Linked DNA regions of Ovis aries: region 1 is linked to region 2. The links are chromatin contacts, called in public Hi-C maps. All regions are on one chromosome and are shown on one strand. The core of a region is the stretch at or near the end of the contact, and the rest is flanking DNA. Distances in the headings are between cores, read along the strand shown. Region 1 holds the start of EPHA1 (EPH receptor A1). Region 2 holds the start of GSTK1 (glutathione S-transferase kappa 1).

What was found. A called contact is a pair of places that touch in the nucleus more often than the background predicts.
Region 1: a Hi-C map of liver shows a contact between it and region 2, with 3 times the contacts expected there. The contact joins the promoter of EPHA1 here to the promoter of GSTK1 in region 2. A contact is called at or near these places in 13 of 16 Hi-C or Micro-C datasets (blood, hypothalamus, liver and 7 more).

Annotation. Positions count from the first base shown.
Region 1 is chr4:108,023,136-108,025,863 of ARS-UI_Ramb_v3.0, forward strand. It overlaps EPHA1 (EPH receptor A1), which reads right to left and starts at 1,385. Exons shown (of 18, transcript XM_042248960.2): 1 at 1,241-1,385; 2 at 164-231. The coding sequence starts at 1,331. It overlaps LOC121819463 (a long non-coding RNA gene), which reads left to right and starts at 80. Exons shown (of 3, transcript XR_006059724.1): 1 at 80-540; 2 at 1,027-1,055.
Region 2 is chr4:107,870,993-107,873,708 of ARS-UI_Ramb_v3.0, forward strand. It overlaps GSTK1 (glutathione S-transferase kappa 1), which reads left to right and starts at 1,284. Exons shown (of 8, transcript XM_012177297.4): 1 at 1,284-1,392; 2 at 1,890-1,971; 3 at 2,172-2,300; 4 at 2,622-2,716. The coding sequence starts at 1,321.

The sequences.
Region 1 (2,728 bases), core at 135-2,634, 150 kb after region 2:
AGTCCCATTCAGGAGGCTCTGACTCACCTCCCCTCCCCTCCCCCTCCCAGAGGAGACACTTCCAGTTTTTCCAGCTCTTTTCTCCGCTCCTCCACCCACCTCACCATCCCATTTCCCAGTGGCCGTCAGCCTTTAGCCACCCCAGATGCCCCCTGACACTCACCCCATCCTCTGGGGGATCCAGGAGCCAGCCCAGCTCTTCCTGTGCCTTGCTAGTATCCATTAGAGTGACTGAAGGTGGAGAGAAAGGGGGCTGTCATCTCTGGGGGGGCCCCACATGTGCAACTCACATTCCTTCTCCTGGGCCCACAGCCCTGAAGCTTCAGCATCCTGTACCCTCACAGCTGTAAGCTCCTGAGGTTTAGGGGAGGAGAACCTCCCCGGAAGGAGGACTGAAGAAGAGCTCCGGCGCTTAGTCTGTCTTCCTCCCAAGTGTGAAGGGAGAAAGGCAGAGTGGGGCAAGGGTTGGAGGGCTGAACCTTTGGCCAAAGTCAACGGCAGGAAGAGCAGTCCCAGCGAGGCTGGACAGCCTCTCACTCGGTAGGGACTGTCAGGTGTAGAAATGGAGGGGCGGATGGACAAGAGAGGAGCTTGGCTGCTGGGGATTGTTGAGTGGGTGGGTAGAATGTGGACAGGGGACTCTGGAGCAGCATCCTGGGTGGGGGAGCTGCCTCCCCTTGGCAAAGGGCCTGGCCTGCCTGTAATTGAGGTGGTGGAGTGGGGTACAGGCACAGCCAAGAGTCCGGGAAGCGGGGATAGCAGGATCACAGAGCATGCAAGTGTCCACAGGACAGGCTTGACCTCTGCAGCCGGGAGCCCCTGCACCTCACCCACCCCCAACTGCAGGTCCCTCTGTCCCCGGGCTTAAGATGGCATAAGGGGACTTCCACCTCCGACTTCCGAAGGTTCAGATCTCTGGGTTGGGAGCCTGAGGCTGGGAGTGCTTGGGAATGGAGAGTCCCCAAGATTGCTGGGGTGGGAGGTTGCTTTCAGCAGAAACTCACTCTCCACCCCCACCCCAACCAGGAGCAAACTGCTGGCCAGAACGGAATGGGGTGAGTGACCCGGGAAAGCAGCTGTTTGGGGTTAAAGGCCAAAGACTGGCCTGGCCAGTCGATCGCCTGGCAGCCGGGCAAAACAAGAGCACTGGAGAGGGGCCTCGAGGAGAGGGCCTCTCTGGAATGCCGGCTCCCGGAGGAGGAGGGGGCGGGGGGGGGGGGGGGGGGGCGGGGGTCTGTACCTTCCACGGCGCGCGCCCCCGGGGGCAGCGGGGCGCAGAGCAGCAGCAGCAGCAGCAGCAGCCCGAGCCCCAGGGGCCAGCGCCGCTCCATGGCGCTGGGCCGGGACCTGGGACCGCGGCCCGGACGGCGGGGCCAGGTTGCGAGAACTAGGCTAGCCCGGCCGGCCGGGCGGGGGCGGGGAGGGGGCGGGGCCAAAGCCCGGGGCGGAGTCCCGGCCTCACCTGGATCACCTTCTTAAAGGGACAGGAGGGCAGGAAGGAAACTTGTAAAACAGGCTATAAACTTCAAAAAAACCGGAGGCGCCTTGACCGGAACGAGACAGCGGGCGCCGCCTAGTGGGTGGGATTGGGAATCGACTTGGCTTCGTGCTCCTTTGGACCCTAAACCCATCCCTGTCTCCAACCGGCCTTTGGCCTATCTACACCCTGGTGTCCCCTCCCTTCTCCCTTTCTTCAGGGCCCAGCGCTGTAATAGACACCGGGAGGGGGAAAGCAGGGTAAAGAGACACGTCTTGATGTTCCCATCGGGGAGGCTTAGGTGACCATCATGTAAGGCGAGGTCGGTTGGAAGCAAGTCCGGGCGGGGGCTTGGTAGGTGAGTCTTGAGGGAGGAGACTTGGGTGAGCTGGGTTTTCTGGGTGGCAGAGATTGGGCAAGGCGTGAGCGAAGGCCCGAGGGCAGGGAGCCTCAAGGTGCCTCTGGGAGTGGTAAGGGACCAGTCTGACTGCTGGGCTCAGGACTATCGTCCTGGGAACCAGGCGGGAAAGGCAGGTGTGGGCCCAGGCAGGGAAGATCTTGGTAAACGCGTGAAGGAGTTTGCACATTAGTGCGCACTTTACAGAGCGATGGGAGAAACTGGTGAGGGCTTCTGAACGCAAGTGGTAACAGGAGCTACTGGTGTAGACAAACGGCCCTCGCCCCTGTTGGAGACTTTGTTGTTTTAGTTGCTCAATCGTGTCCCACTCTTTGCGACCCCTCGGACTGTAGTTTGCCAGGCTCCTCTGTCCATGGGGTTTCCCAGGCAAGAATACTGGAGCGGGTTGTCATTTCCTTCTCCAAGGGATCTTCCCGACCCAGGGATCAAACCCTCATCTCCTCCACTGGCAGGCGATTTCTTTACCACTGAGCCACCTGGGAAGCCCCTGTTGGAGAGTGCCTCCCAGTATATTCAATACATGTTTCTTCAGTTTCCACTCTGCTTGCGAACAAGCTCTGAAAGCTTCAAAGAAGAATCCTTGCTCTAAACAAACTATTGTCTGAGGAGTGTTTGCAGGGGCTGGGGCATAAAGCAAGAGCAGAGATGGCTAAAGTGACAGATGGGAGGCACACATTAGGGGTGACAGTAGCTCCAAAGGGAGTGATTGCCCACTGAGGACCGGTGGTCAGTCCATGACTGGGGCCTCCCCTTCCTGCAGCCTTCTTTGGCTCCATCTCATCTGGCTGACTCATTCATGGTTTTTCTATCATTTGAATTGTTGCATGTTTTGG
Region 2 (2,716 bases), core at 34-2,533:
TCATTTTTTCGACTGGCTGGATTTTGCCAGATTTTTTTAATTTTCTGTAATTGTATTAAGTGTTCTCTTTTTACCAGAGACGAGGATGAGACAGGCTGGGACCTGGAATGCTGCACTGCTTGCACTTAGACACACCTCTCCTGGAGCAACAAAATACAAGGAACCAGGCTCCTCTGTCCACAGGATTCTCTAGGCAAGAGTACCGGAGTGGGTTGCCATTTCCTTCTCCAAACAAAGAAACTATCTGGGACTAAACATAACTGCATGTATGCACAGGGCAAATTCTGGACAAAAGATACAAAGAGACCAAAAAAACCCAACCGCCACTTCTAAAGGGCCTGGAGCAAAAGCTGGGGTTTGGAACCAAGAGCTGGGTACTAAGCATGCCTCCTGTACACACCACCACCTGAAGGGTGGACAAATCACCTAAGCTACACCCCCCCCCCGCCCCCCGCCCTGATCCCTGGATACATCCCTACTTCACCCCACATTAGGAGCCAGCTTGGTGTGGCGGGGGGCGGGGGGGGGGGGCCGGGGCACACTTGGGGAGTGAGCAAGGGAATCTGTGGTTTGTTCAGGAACACCCCCTCCCCCTACCCCGCCAGCAGGAGACCCAATCACGCCTTCCCTGAATTTTCTATCAGGCCTCTGATCCATTTCTATTGCATAAAAAGCACCAGTGGTCACGAACCCGCCTGCCACTGCAGGAGACCAAAGAGGCGGCTCCATCCCTGGGCGGGGAAGATCCCCTGGAGTAGGAAATGGCAACCCACTCCAGTATTCGTGCCTGCGAAATCCCACGGACATGCAGGCCTGATAGGCTACAGTCCATGGAGTTACAAAGAATCGGACACGACCGAGCACGCTCCCACGCAGAAGTTCGAAGGAGGCCAAGAACTCCGGTCAGCAACAAGCCTTCTCTGGTTCAGAGAGGTCAACAGGCTTGCCAGAGGTGCACAGCTAAGTGTAGAGGCGAGCATTTCAAACCTCGCCCCTTTACCCCACACTCCTCCCCAGGGCAGGGTAGTCACACCCCCCATCCCCCCGAACAGAGCGGGTGAGCAAACCTGAGAGCTCCCCAGGGGACCCCCTCACCCTCGCCCCCCGCGGGTGCCCTCAGGGAACCCCGGCACACACCAACCGCCCACCGGACCCTGTCCCGGGGGCGGATTCCCCCGGGAGGAGGCGCGGCCCGGGCGGGTCGGGGGCGGTCCTCGGGGGAGGTGGGGAGCGGGGGCGGGCCGCCGCGCTCTGCAGGAAGGACGCAAGCGCCGCGGGTTTCCGGGGGCCAAGTTCGCTTCGCGATCACGAGTCTGCAGCATGGGGTCCGTGCCCCGAACACTCGAGCTGTTCTACGATGTCCTGTCCCCCTACTCCTGGCTGGCCTTCGAGGTGACACCGGGGAGCAGCTTCGCCCGGGGCTTGGGGAGACAGAGGCAGAGGGAGGGGTCAGCAAATAGCGCAGGGACCTCGGTCTCGTGAATTTCCTGGCAGTGCCCTACGCGGTTTAGGGCAAGCAGGTAGAGAGCCAGGACTGAAGGTCACTTTGTTGATAAACGGGATATGGTCGCTGGCTCCAGGTGGAAGAAACCTTTATGTCTTAAGGCTGGGGTTTCCCATACTGGCTTGGAAGATGAGCAACTCCAGGAATCCAGAATATAAGCCCTCCGATGTCAGTTTTGGGGGGTGGGGTGCAGAACAAATAAAAACTGTCCACAGGAGCAGAGATCCTGGAATTGATAACTAGGAACTGAGAGAGTTTTGCCCTTTCAAACCAAATTTAGGGTGTCCTCCTAACCCTTTCTCCGCGCCTATAGACTGGCTGATCAGTGCCATCAAACACCCTTCTCTCAGCCCTTTTCACTCTCCGTCTCCGCCCCTCCCTGCAGGTCCTGTGCCGATATAAGAATATCTGGAACGTCAGCCTGCAGCTGCAGCCCACGTTAATTGGAGGGATCATGAGAGACAGCGGTACAAAGGCAGCGGTGTTTTTGGCGGGGATTTGAGGGAAGACATTTCAAACGTCCAGGGGAGCGGCCCTTCCACTGGGTCTCCTTATTGGCGGCAGCAGCTAGTGTAATATGTCTGCTGCCTGAAACCCAGGTAGGTGCATCCCCCGTCTGGGACCCTCAGGTGATCTCTCATCAGTAAGCCCAACTTTCCCCTTGCAGGAAACCAGCCGCCAGCTATGCTTCCCCGCAAAGCCGTATACATGAGAAGTGACGTTAGGCTCCTGAGCCAGCATCTCCAGGTTCCCATCCACTTCCCCAAGGATTTCTTCTCTGTGATCCTTAAGAAAGGTGAAGAGAGTGGGATATGGATGGAGCATAAGGTTTCAGCAGTGGATTTGGCGATTTCAGGGCCAGAAAGGAGGGGTTTCGTTGATTCCATTAAGTGAAGGAAACTTTGGGAAAGCTCAGCATCAGAGCTGATCATGCAGAAGGTTGTGGAGACAGAAGGGGAGGGAGAGCAGGATGGATCAGTGATCAGAAATGCAAATGGGAGGCTGAGGGTGATGGAGCACTGGCGGGGGTGGGGGGGGGGATGAGAAGGAGGGAAAACCTGGTCTTCATGGGAAACAAGCTAGAGAAGGCCCCTCTCCAAGTGCCTCTGCCCCACAGGAAGTTTAACAGCCATGCGCTTCCTCACTGCGGTGAAGATGGAGCACCCGGAGATGCTAGAGAAAGTGTCCAGAGAACTGTGGATGCGCGTCTGG